2 separate regions of the Mus musculus genome follow, and region 2 is linked to region 1. The links are chromatin contacts, called in public HiChIP or PLAC-seq maps. All regions are on one chromosome and are shown on one strand. The core of a region is the stretch at or near the end of the contact, and the rest is flanking DNA. Distances in the headings are between cores, read along the strand shown. Region 1 has its middle 40 kb from the start of Gm23324. Region 2 has its middle 96 kb from the start of Gm23324.

The links. HiChIP or PLAC-seq counts read pairs in DNA pulled down with a chosen protein or histone mark.
Region 2: a RAD21 HiChIP or PLAC-seq map of pro-B cells shows a contact between it and region 1, with 2.2 times the contacts expected there. The contact joins two enhancer-like sites.

What each region holds. Positions count from the first base shown.
Region 1 is chr14:94,405,439-94,412,019 of GRCm38.p6, forward strand. No RefSeq gene overlaps it. Among named protein-coding and RNA genes, the nearest start is that of Gm23324, 40 kb to the right of the region's middle. Within about 2 kb of position 2,588, at least 3 of the 459 cell types and tissues checked have an H3K27ac peak or open chromatin away from gene starts, as enhancers often do. A contact at or near this core is called in pro-B cells, where this site is marked.
Region 2 is chr14:94,541,011-94,547,439 of GRCm38.p6, forward strand. No RefSeq gene overlaps it. Among named protein-coding and RNA genes, the nearest start is that of Gm23324, 96 kb to the left of the region's middle. Within about 2 kb of position 1,286, at least 14 of the 459 cell types and tissues checked have an H3K27ac peak or open chromatin away from gene starts, as enhancers often do. A contact at or near this core is called in pro-B cells, where this site is marked.

The DNA.
Region 1 (6,581 bases), core at 1,338-3,837:
TGTCTAGAAATTTGTCCATTTCATCCAGGTTTCCAGTTTTGTTGAGTGTAGTCTTTTGTAGTAGGATCTCATGGTGTTTTGGATTTCCTCTGGTTCTGTTGTTACGTCTCCCTTTTCATTTCTTATTTTGTTAATTAGGATACTGTCCCTGTGCCCTCTAGTGAGTCTGGTTTATCTATCTTGTTGATTTTCTCAAAGAACCAGTTCCTGGTTTGGTTGGTTCTTTGAATAGTTCTTTTTGTTTCCACTTAGTTGATTTCAGCCCTGAGTTTGATTATTTCCTCCAGTTTACTCCTCTTGAGCGAATTTGATTCCTTTTGTTCTAGAGGTTTTAGGTGTGTTGTCATACTGCTAGTGTGTGCTTTCTCTAGTTTCTTTTTGGAGGCACTCAGAGCTATGAGTTTTCCCCTTAAGAATGCTTTCATTGAATCCCATAAGTTTGGGTATATTGTGGCTTCATTTTCATTAAACTCTAAAAAAATCCTTGATTTCTTTCTTTGTTTCTTCCTTGACCAAGGTATCTTTGAGTAATGTGTTCTTCAGCTCCCATGTGAATGTTGGCTTTCTATTATTTACATTGTTATTGAAGATCAACGTTAGTTAGTGGTGATCTGATAGGATCCATCAGAGAATTTCAATATTTTTGTATATGTTGAAGCCTGTTTTATGACAAATATATGGTTTCATTTGGGGGAAGGTGACATGAGGTACTGAGAAGAAGGTATACCTTTTTTTTTAGGATAAAATGTTATTCAGATATATGTTAAATCCATTTCTTTCATAACTTCTGTTAGTTTCCATGTGTCTCTGTTTAGTTTCTGTTTCCAGTACCTATTCATTGATGAGAATGGGGTGTTGAAGTCTCCCACTATTATTGTGTGAGGTGCTTTGAGATTTACTATAGTTTCTTTAATGAATGTGGATGCCCTTGCATTTGGAGCATATGTGTTCAGAATTGAGAGTTCTTCTTGGAAGATTTTACCTTTGATGAGTATGAAGTGCCCCTCCTTGTCTTTTTTGATAATTATGGGTTGGAAGTTGATTTTATTCGATATTAGAATGGATACTCCAGCTTGTTTCTTTGGACCATTTGCTCAGGAAATTGTTTTCCAGGCTTTTACCCTGAGATAGTGTCTGTCTTTTTCCCTGATGTAGGTGTCTTATAAGCAGCAAAAAGTTGGGTCCTCTTTGTGTAGCCAGTCTGTTAATCTGTCTTTTTATTTGGGAATTGAGTCCATTGATATTAAGAGATATTAAGGAAAAGTAATTGTTGCTTCCTGTTATTTTTGTTTTTAGAGTTGGCTTTCTTTTCTTTTGACTGTCTTCTTTTAAGTTTGTTGAAGGATTACTTTATTGCTTTTTCTAGGGCATTGTTTGTGTCCTTGTGTTTGCGTTTTCCCATAATTATCCTCTGAAGGGCTGGATTCATAGAAAGATATTGTGTGAATTTGGTTTTGTCGTGGAATACTTTGGTTTCTCCATCTATGGTAATTGAGAGTTTGGCCGGGTATAGTAGCCTGGGCTGGCATTTGTGTTCTCTTAGTGTCTGTATAACATCTGTGCAAGCTCTTCTGGCTTTCATAGTCTCTGGTGAGAAGTCTGGTGAAATTCTAATAGGTCTCCCTCTATACCTTACTTGACCTTTTACCCTTACTGCTTTTTAATATTCTCTCTTTGTTTAGTGCACTTGGTGTTTTGATTATTAGATATCAGTAGGAATTTCTTTTCTGGTCCTGTCTATGTAGCGTTCTGTAGGCTTCTTGTATATTCATGGGCATTTCTGTCTTTAGGTTAGGGAAGTTTTCTTCTATAATAGTTTTGAAGATATTTACTGGCTCTTTAAGTTGAAATTCTTTATTCTCATCTATACCTTTTAGCCTTAGCTTTGGTCTTCTCATTGTGACCTGGATTTCCTGGATGTTTTGAGTTAGGATCCTTTTGCATTTTGTACTTCCTTTGATTGTTGTGTTCATGTTTTCTATGGAATTTTCTGCACCTGAGGTTCTCTCTTCCATCATATGTAGTCTGTTGGTTGTGCTTGCATCTTTGTCTCCTGGTTTCATTCCTAGGGTTTCTATCTCCAGAATTGTCTCCCATTGTGATTTCTTTACTGTTTCTACTGCTATTTTTTTTATCCTGGATGATTTTGTTCACTTCCTTCACCTGTTTGGTTGTGTTTTCCTGAAATTCTTTAAGGGATTTTTGTTTCTTCTTTAAGGGCTTCTACCTGTTTAGCTGTGTTCTCCTGTAGTTCTTTAAGGGATTTATTAATGTCCTTTTAAAAATCCTCTACCAGCATCATGAGATATTATCTCAAATCCAAATCTTGCTTTTCTTGTGTTTAAGGGTATCTAGGACTTGCTGCGGTGAGAATTCTGTTTCTGATGATGCCAAGTGTTTGCCTTTAGCCATCTGGTAATGTCTGGGTTGCATGTTCTTGCTGTCTCTGGCTGGAGCTTTTTCCTCCTGTGAATCTGTAAACCTGTGTCAGCACTCCTGGGAGATAAGTTTTCTCCAGGCAATACCAGTGCACAGAGGGCTGCAGAACAGCCCCACCTCCTGGCTGCAGAAGTAGGCACTTAGGAACCTGCCCCAGCTGTTCTGCTGCTTCTGCAGCTTGTACACTCCGGAGTGGACCTGCCTTAGAGAGTCACAGGAGAGAAAATGGCAATCACCCCCCCCCTGGTTTCTGTGGTCAGAGCACTCCCTGGAGGCAAGCTCTCCTCTGGCAGGGAAGGTGCACAGAGGACCAAGGATTAGTTCCACCTTTTGGCCACAAATGTAGGCCTGAAGGACCATGTCCCAGAAGCTCTGCAGCTTCTGCTGCCTGTGCACTCCCGAGTGGACCCGCCTTAGAGAGTCATTGGAGAGAAAATCTACTTCTTAGTTTTTAAAGAATGATTTACAAGGAATACAAAGTGTATGAAATACTTTGTTCCATTAAACCCATTCATTCAATTATCCACACAAAATGTTTGGTGTAGTGATTTTATATTAATTTTCCATTTTGTTCAAAAGCATTTTTCCTTAAACATAATGTAGTTGTCTACCCTACACCGTTATACCTTAAAGACATATAAAATGCTATCAAAATATAGACTGATACCACTGCATATCAAGGCTTAAATTTTTAAATACTTTCTGGTCTTGAGATCCCTTTATATTTTCTGTATGCTCAATCTATCTTAGGAAAATATGCTGATAGAAATATGCTGATAGAAATTTTATCATTTGCTCTCCTTAGTCACTAGTAGATTGAGTTAGATTATGCTAAAGATATAATTTTTTAAAATTTTCCCATATATTAGCTGCATTATACTAGTGAATATGCCTTTTTGTGAAAATCATCCAAGTCGTAGAATGACTTCAGTTCCTCTACTTTGTCTTGTAAGAGATACATTGGAGATTGAACATGGAGAGTTTTCTAGGCTCTGTCTGTAATTCAGATTCATAAGAATTCATTTGGACTTACATGTTTCAGTCATTAAAATTTGTTTTTCTCTATTTGTCCACTATAGACTTTCTATAAGAGACAATTATAGATTATTACTATGATTTTATAATCAATTGCATGTTAGTAACTGAGTTGTCTTCAAACACAGACATATTTTTATATGAATAATAGTATCGGTACCTTAAGGTCAGCAAGTCCGTCCAAATTAGATTCTGATCTTAAAAATTCAGTATGCATTCATTTTGTGAAAGTTTTGGAAGATCTGCTCAACATTTATAAATATCATAAGTTATAGTTCATAAAAATAAAGTGCTAATATAAATTCTTATAATATGAATGAATGAAATTTCAATTATAAATATTGAATAATTACTTGATAACTTCTGGATATATTTTACAAGCCTGTAGCCTAAAGAAATATCCAATTCCACTTTAAGATTTGATTAAAGTGGTAATGTTTTGATGCAAGATAAGCTAAATTAGATCATGAGGCTCAAGTTAAACTTATCTGCAATAAAATTAAAATATTGGAGATATCATAGAAATTCTAACATATTTCTAGTAAAATTGTTTCAGAAAATAATTTTGAATCTGTACTTGTTTCAAGCAAGGGAATATAAATATTAGCTCCTCAATAGTTAATATCAGGTGGCATCTTTAACCGCTATTTTACAAAGTAAGCATTCAAAAGTTGTATTAACAGACATTTTCACACTTTGCAACTGAAGATAATATATGACTGAGAGATTGTGCTATGATCTTGGTAATTGAAGACATCCTTAAAACTTGTGCATGTAATGAAAAACTGTGGATTAATATTAAGAGGATGAAGTTCCTCTCAGTTAATGAATTTCCATGTCATGTGCACATTATGAAAGTTTTTGAGTGTCTTTGATAGTCTTCTAGAGTACATTTTTACATTTCCAATTAATAGAAATGGATCAGTGACTCAAAATTAGTTCAAAGAGGCATGAAATGTCTATGCAAATAGCAATGCAGGCAGTACAATTTGTAAATGCTCGGACAAATAAATTTGAATGTGATTATCCCGCACAAGGATCTTTTCCGGCTAAAGCAAAACCAGGCATTCTGGGCCATAAGGACAAGATTACTTTCAAGATAGAAGCGAAGGATTGCTGAATGTTTAAGACTAGTCATGGATATAAAACAAACCCCAGGCAACCTTGAGCTACGAGATGTTCTTCCATCAAAAGACCCAACAAGTCAATAACAAAAACAACAAACATGAGTCAAATTATAATATAAACAGATAATATTAAAATGCTATGTATTTCATATTTACCTTCAACTTTACAATATTTTTGTAGAGTATTTTATTTATTTACATACCAGATGTTATCCCCATTCCCAGTTTCTACTCAGGAAACCATCTATCCCCTTCCCTCCCCCTGCTTCTAAGAGGGGAGCACCCACCCACCAACTCCTGCCTCCCCTCTCTGGAATTCCACTACAGTGGGGCATTGAGCCTTCATAGGACCAAGGCCATTTCATCTCATTAATGCCCAACAAGGCCATTCACTGCTACATATGCAGGTGGAGCCCTGGGTCGCTTCATGTGTACTCGTTAGTTGGTGGTTTAGTCACTGTGATCTCTGGGGGGGTCTGGTTGGTTGATATTGTTGTTCTTCCTATAGGTTGCAAACTACTTCAGCCCCTTCAGTCCTTTATCTGACTCTTCCATTGTGGTCCCCATGTTTAGTCCAGTGGCTGGCTTTGAGCATCCACTTCTGTATTTGTCAGGCACTGGCAGAGCCTCTCAGGAGACAACTATATCAGGCTCCTGTCAGCAAGCACTTCTTGGCATTCACAATAGTGTCTAGGTTTGGTGTATGCATATGGAAGGGATCCCCAGGTGGGCAGTCTCTGAATGGCCTCTTCTTCAGTCTCTACTCCACACTTTGTATCTATATTTCATCACTTAAATATTTTGCTCTTCCTTCTAAGAAGGACCAAAGCATTCACACTTTGATCTTCCTTCTTTTTGAGCTTCATGTGTTCTGTGATTTGTATCTTAAGTATTTCAAAATTTTGGACTAATATTTACTTATCAGTGAGTGCATACCATGTGTATTCTTTTATTACTGAATTACCTCACTCAGGGTGATATTTTCTTGATCCATCCATTTACCTGCGAATTTTGTAAAGTCATTGTTTTTAATAGCTAAGTAGTACTCCATGTGTAAGGCAGAATAGCTTGACTGTGACATAATAATCCAGTATAATTTTCAAATAGGTATAAGAATAGATTTTACACATTTTCATTGGACAAAAATGTTTATTAAAGAGGTAAATATGTGTAATCTGATTTAAATATTATACAGTATATGCATGTTTTGAAACTATTCTATGCTTCCTCTGAATTGGACTCAGATTTTATGTTTTGTATATGAATTCAAAGTCAATTTCATAAAATAACACATTATTATATATTTAATTTTTTGACTTCTTAACGTGAGAACCAGATTAATATTGCATCATTCCATACCGGAACTCAACTTTGATGAATATAACATTGACAAGACTCACAGAAATAGGGTATAGCACAGCATCATTGAATTATAGTCATGTAGTTCAGGAATCACAAATATACTACCAGAATACCTTGGTAGGAGATGTGTTTTCGTTATGCTCTACAAGATCATATTTGTTCAGTAGATAAGTCGTGTTTTATGCATGTATTTCTATTGCATTTTCATATATGTATAGTACAGTATATGTACATATATACATAAAAATATGTGTATACAACATGTAACCTTATTTATATATATACACTTCATATAGACATAATTGCACCGTTCCTCAGTATATCTTATTTGAACATTTTGATGGTTTGCTGATCACTTTGTACATTCCATTAAAGCTCATTAAAGATGTCATACAAAGATGGTTAAAAAAGTGTTTTAATATTTCTTACCTTATTGGATACTTATTCTTTTCAGAAACAGCTACTCTCCATATCCTTACTGATAATAATTGAGTAGATGATGTCATTGAGCAGTGTGGTTCCATTAAATTTACTTCAGCTGTGTGATAGCATCTTGTAGCTAGATGAGAGTTGAAGGTCAGTGAGTTGAAAGACCTTCATTTTTAATCATGGATAACA
Region 2 (6,429 bases), core at 36-2,535, 130 kb after region 1:
ATATTGTTGTTCCACTTATAGGGTTGCAGACCCCTTCAGCTCCTTGGGTACTTTCTCTAGCTCCTCCATTGGGGTCCCTGAGTTCCATCTAATAGCTGACTGTAAGCATCTTTTTCAATGCATCTGTTCCCGGGGCCATGAGAGCAGAGACTCTGTTTCTTCCTAAGATCTATCTAAGGTCATGATCTATTTCATATTGTTCCAGATAGAAGTGACCCTGACTAAAACATCTGGACCCCAACAGTGTTCCCAAACAAATCTTCTTTCCATTATAGTAATTTTATGAATATTTTTCACAGAAAATGTGGGGCAAGTGGACCATGCCACCAGACAGAAGAACTGATCAGACTGAGTGAGCTCAGACCCCTGTGAATCTCAGAAATGAGAATACAGGGAGAGGAAACACTCCTTGGATGCATGCTTTCCAAGGGGTAGCCATGACACCCTGCTGAGAGGACCTTGACAATCAGTCAGGTACCAAAAACATCTGGCATCCTTTTCCATGCAAATAGAGCACTACAAACATCTCAAATTGTGCCACTAAGAAACATCGATCCCTGCACCAAGACCATCACCGCCACCACCCACTCCTCGATGTTTTTAAAATTCTTGTCCACGTGGAATAAAGTATACAGTATACAAGATATTTCACAAAAAAATCCTCTGAGAGTGACTCTTTTACTGAGCTGTAACACATGGGAAGAGTTCTCTTTTGTCCAACGCATTTATCACTGGATCTTGGACCTGCCTGACAGGCTATGCTCACTGTTTAGCTGCCCCTGTCGCTGCCATTTTAAGACCAGAAGAGTCTTTCATCAAGAATGTCCCACTGTCAGAAACACAGAGAAGGAGATCCATGCAACAAGCAAGAGGTTTATTGATCCAGTGTGCTCTGGGGCTGTCCTACAATTGGGGAAGAGGTGACCCCGAAGATAATAAGCACACACTTTTTTTTATTACATATTTTCCTCAATTACATTTCCAATGCTATCCCAAAAGTCCCCCATACCGTTGGTTTAAGCCCAGTGGTGGCCCGAACTGATCTTTCTCAGCATTTGTGGCTCCAGGTGAGGTGAGGTCTTAGTCACCAGAAGAGGGAACTGAAACACTTTTGGTCGTTATCTGCACCTGCATTGTGGTCAGGGCTTCCTTGTAAAGCTTGTTTTGCTGGGTCATTTGGGGAAGGAAGTGTTCATCACAACCTTCTAGTGGAAAGTCCCCAGGGTGCTATCCTGGAAAGGACTTTCAGCGGTCATCTTATGTTCTCTAAGGTCGCACACCATTGTTGCGGCCCATGTTGCCCCTGCCGTTGGAACTGGCATTGCAGAGGGAGTGAGATCTTGGCTACCTGCCCCACAAAGGCTTCGAGAACTTCTTTCCTTCTTTGTAAGAGCTGTAATAAGTTCAGCTTTTCCGGGGTACCAAGAGAGCCATTCAATTTATTTGTTCTGGTTCCTCGAAGGACAAAAAGTAACAGAAAGTTGATTAGTACATAATCTGAGAAAGAGTTAAGGACAGGTAATGCCTTTAAAAATATATTGATTTATTATTTTTGGACCTGAGAGGAACACCTTATTATGAACTCTTGTTAAGCTTTGATGGAATGTGTACTTGTATTGGGATCAAAACTTATACGACCCATGTAAAGAATTCTGCACCCACATCATGTTTAATATTACATGAGACTGAATGCTACTCATTCAAAGATGGTCACGAGTGACTGTCCTCTGAGCCATACAACTTCTATCTTGAAGAAATTAGCTCTTCTATATCAAATCTGCCTGCAGAAGATAATCCCAGATGGCATGTTTACATTGGACCTTCCCATATGGATGGTCAGAATATGGCCACTTTGCCTTTTCATGTGGGAACTCTGCCCCTGGCCTAGGGGAGGGATTAGAGTAGACAGAGAGCAGGGAGTCTGTTATGTGGGAATGGAGAAGCTCTAGTTGATAACACTTTCTAGGTGTAGCAGGTTCGGGGAAAGAATACCGAAATCTATCTAACTCCTCATCTAGGCTCTGTAAGGAAGTGAAGTAAATTCATTGGTTCCCCAGCATGAACTTTGGTGGAATTATCCCTTAATCTGCCATTGTAAGATTGAGAGCAGGAGTAGACATTGCTTAGTTTCTCCAAGGGAAGGAAAGAATATTCGCATCAGAGACATCGTTTTGCTGCATCCTAGGAATAAAACTCACTGACAAGGAATGATGTTGCCTTAAGTCAAAAGAAAGGAGAGAATGAGAAAAGAAAGAAAAAAAGAAAGGAAGGAAGAAAGAAAACAAAAGAAGAAAAAGAAATCAAGAAGCAACTTATAGATATTGTAGTATCTAACAAAACAGGTTTCAAAAAGGAAAAAAAGAAAAAAAAAAACCCTAATCCACAGAGGAGAAGGCTACTACATACTTATTACAAAAGATAATTTATTAAGAATATATTACAACTTTAAACATTTGTACATCATAAGCAAGGGCAACCCAGTGTATAGAAGAATTACCACTATAGTTTAAATAAAATTGATCTTAAAACAGCAATGGCAAGGGGCTTCAGTATCTCAATCTTACCTATAGATCAGACATCCAGACAGAAATAAACAGAAATACTGAAGTTAAATCATGCCATACATGAAGTGAACCTAAGACATGTCTATAGAGAATTCCACACAAATGCTAGAGAATAAGCTTCCGGATCAGAAGGCCATAAAACTTTCTACAACACTGATCCAGTTACTGGACACAAAGCAAAATTTCAGAATCAAAATAAGATTGAAACAACACCTTGTATCTTATCTGAACACCATGGATTAAAGCATATTCTAAAAAAGAAAAAAAAAGAAAGAAATGACAAAAAATTATACAAACTCATGTATACTGAACAGCTTAGCACTAGATGAAAAGTTTATCAAGACAAACATCAAGAAGGATGTTGAAGTATTTTAGATGCTGAATGAAAATTAAGAATCAATATTTCCAAACCATGGAAACAATCCAGAGTGGCAAACTGATAGAACCATTTACATATATTAAAAAAGAAATAAAATGGAGAATCCACATGTTGATATAATAATGACATGTTTGACAGCTCTAGAAAATCAAAAGAAGTTATAAAATAATGAGACTACATAGGAAGAAATAGCAAAATAAAGGCCTGAAATGCATTAAATAGTAGCTATATGGATAAAAATACAAAATTAATGAAAAAGGATTCGATGATTGACAACATGATTGACAAAATATTAGCTTAGTTGATCAAAAGACAAAGAAATATCAAAGCAATAAAAATAGAGAAGAAAATGGAAACATTAGAAGACTAGGAAATTCAAAGACTCCTTAGGAGATATTGTAAAATACTGTATTTTTCCAAACTAAGCAATCTAAAAGAAATGGAAAGATTCCTTGATAGATACAATATAACAAAATTTAAACATCATGAAATTAAAAAAAATTTACACAACACCAGGTAAAACAGAAGCAGAAATTAAAAGATTACCAAATAATAAATAAAACAAAATGTCCAGAGACAATTGGATTAGGTATCACATTATAGCAAACTTTATCAGAAGAGATATAATATTAGCACTTTTACATTGCTCCACTAAATAGAAATGGAAAATTTTAAGATTATTTTTACAAGTCCAGTATAGCCCTGTTACCAAAGCTATATAAAGTCTAAACCAAAGAGAAAGTTACAGATCAATGTAGTTTATGAACATAGATGCAAAAAAGTCTCAATGAAATACTTATGAATGAATGAATGACATTATTTGCTATACTGTGCTTAAGCATATACGTAAAGCATACCCAGAGGACACCATATCTTAATGAAGAGTTACATACTTATCGATTTCCCTTGCTGCTCTGTTCATAACAGTCAGAAATTGGAAATGACCTAGAGATCCATCAACTGATAAGTGGATAATGAAAATGTGGCACATTTAACAATGAAATTTCATTAAGCTGTTAAGAAAAGTAAAATTTGCAGGTAAATTAATGGAGCTAGAAAGAATCATGGAGGATGAGGTAACCCAAACTCCCCAATGCAAATATTACATATTTTCCGTTTCCTATAGAAGTGGATACTAGTCTTTAAACTTTACATTTGTTTCATACTGAATGCCCAGAGATTTTAGGTATCTAGCAGGCAAGCAGAGTTAGGAGGAGGGAGTCTCCAAATAAGTGGGAATCGAATATGATGTTTTAAAGGGATAAAGGGACGTTTTAATAGGAGGTATAAATGCAGAAGGGGATAGAATATAGTACAAGAAGCAACATGAAGAATGAAAATACTAATGACTGCTTAAAAGACATATAGAAACATCCAACTATACAAGCTCCCTGTAAATATGTAAATATGAGAGTTTACATGTAATCACTATGCAATGGGGGATTATGCTACAAACAGATAACTTGTACCATGAAGGAACAAATCCAGTGACAGGAATAGTTTTCATCTTACTGAACTGTTGGCTAAGGTGATCTGATAGACTCCCTCGAATACCACAGGCTATTTTCTTTTCTATTTTTTTTTAAGACAGGGTGTCTCTGTATAGCCCCTGCTGTCCTGAAACTCACCATGTAGACCTGGTGGCCTCGAACTCAGAAATCAGCCTGCCTCTGCCTCTCAGGTGCTGGGATTAAAGGCATGTGCCACCACTGCCCAGCTAGCTACAGGCTATTTCCAAGGCTATCAACCTGATGTTAAGGTCCTCGTGCTGAAGACACTACATACATTACAGATCAATGTAGTTTATGAACATAGATGCAAAAAATCTCAATGAAATACTTATAAATGAATGAATGACATTATTTGCTATACTAGTCATTAACTATGGATAAATCAAATTGGTTCTCAACAAGAAGCTTTAGCCCCCAGACTAGCATTTTTGGTGGTTGGAGTGTATTTTGTATAATCTAGAGGAGAAAAGAAATCATAAATTTTATATCTCTATAAAGCTTGTGACTTACAACAGAAATTTGCCTGCAAGACGTACTGGTAAAGTCATAGAACAAATGTTACTGATGTAAGCAACCACTTTATGATCAGAATTAAGAGCAATGGGCATGAGATAGAACTCATGCTGACACCTTACTGTTAATGTGCCCAGGAAATTGAATCAAGAACGATCATGAGGCTAGGAGAAAATGCACTGCTCTTACTAGGCCAAAGAAACATAGAAATAAAATGACTCCTAATGAAATATTGATATACCTGTATAATACACTATCACTCAAACCTCACCAGAAAAAGATTGTCTTTCTAGAGATGGGAAGAGAACCACAACTGATTAATGTCTAGAGTTTGAAGGACTTTGTTGAACTCAACCATCAAACTTTTCCTGCCAAGGCTCAGAGCCTTCTGAGTTAGATGAGGTAGAAAGAATATATAAAACCCCAATTTGTAGACAATACCATGGAAAAGACATCATTGAGACACAACAATGTTGGTCCACATATAAACTCAGAGGCCAGAATATCACACAGAAGACATGTATACGCTCAAACAGGACAAAGTCCAAACACTGAGAAAGGGACCAAAATCCCACAAGTAATCAAGAACTTTCTTTGTACATGACACCTGCTGGGAAAGGGAATATCAGTTTTTCTCCAAAGAGGTGTTGCTGGGTATATGAAGCACACTCCAGGCCAGGCTTCATGACCAAGAGTAGTTGGACAACACAAAATTTACTCCATATTATTTCTGTGTGCATTTTGTTTTGTTAATATTGAATTATTGGTTTTCTTTTTTTTCTCATTTTGTTTCTTTGTTTGTGTCATTTGTGGGCCTATTTGTTGTTAATTTTATGTTTATTTTGTTTTTGCTTTGTGGGAGAGAGAGAGAGAGAGAGAGAGAGGAGAGAGTGAGGGAGAGAATGAAGGAGGGAGGGAGGGGGATGATGGGAGGAAGGGAAGAAGGGAGAGAGACATGCACACACATGCACACACACATATGTATATATGTGTGTATGTCTGTTGGTGTAGTATATGTGTATGAGACAGAGCTGAGGATTTGTTCAATTAAATAAATATTAGTAGTTAAAACTGTTGCTCCTGACATTTATTCTTTCCTGTTGTCAACATGTCATTTTATCAGATAAAATAAACCAACAGTTAGACTTACAAGGACATTTTAATTGTGGTAGTTAAGGTCATTTTGGAAGATCTAGTTTTCACTTTTTGTATGGTGACATGGAACATGTTAAATATTTTTCTATCATCAGCTATGTATATTTACCAGTTATGTGCAAGATATAAATTGCAATCCTAGTGTCCAGCAATGTACAATTTTAGTAATTTTGTCATACCTTTAGGGCACTGACAGTTAACATCAGAAAAAAAAGACATTATCATGGCTTAAAAAGCAAACAAACAAAGTTTAGGAACTTAAACTTTTAATCTAATTTTTATTCTATTCTTATTTCTTTATATTATA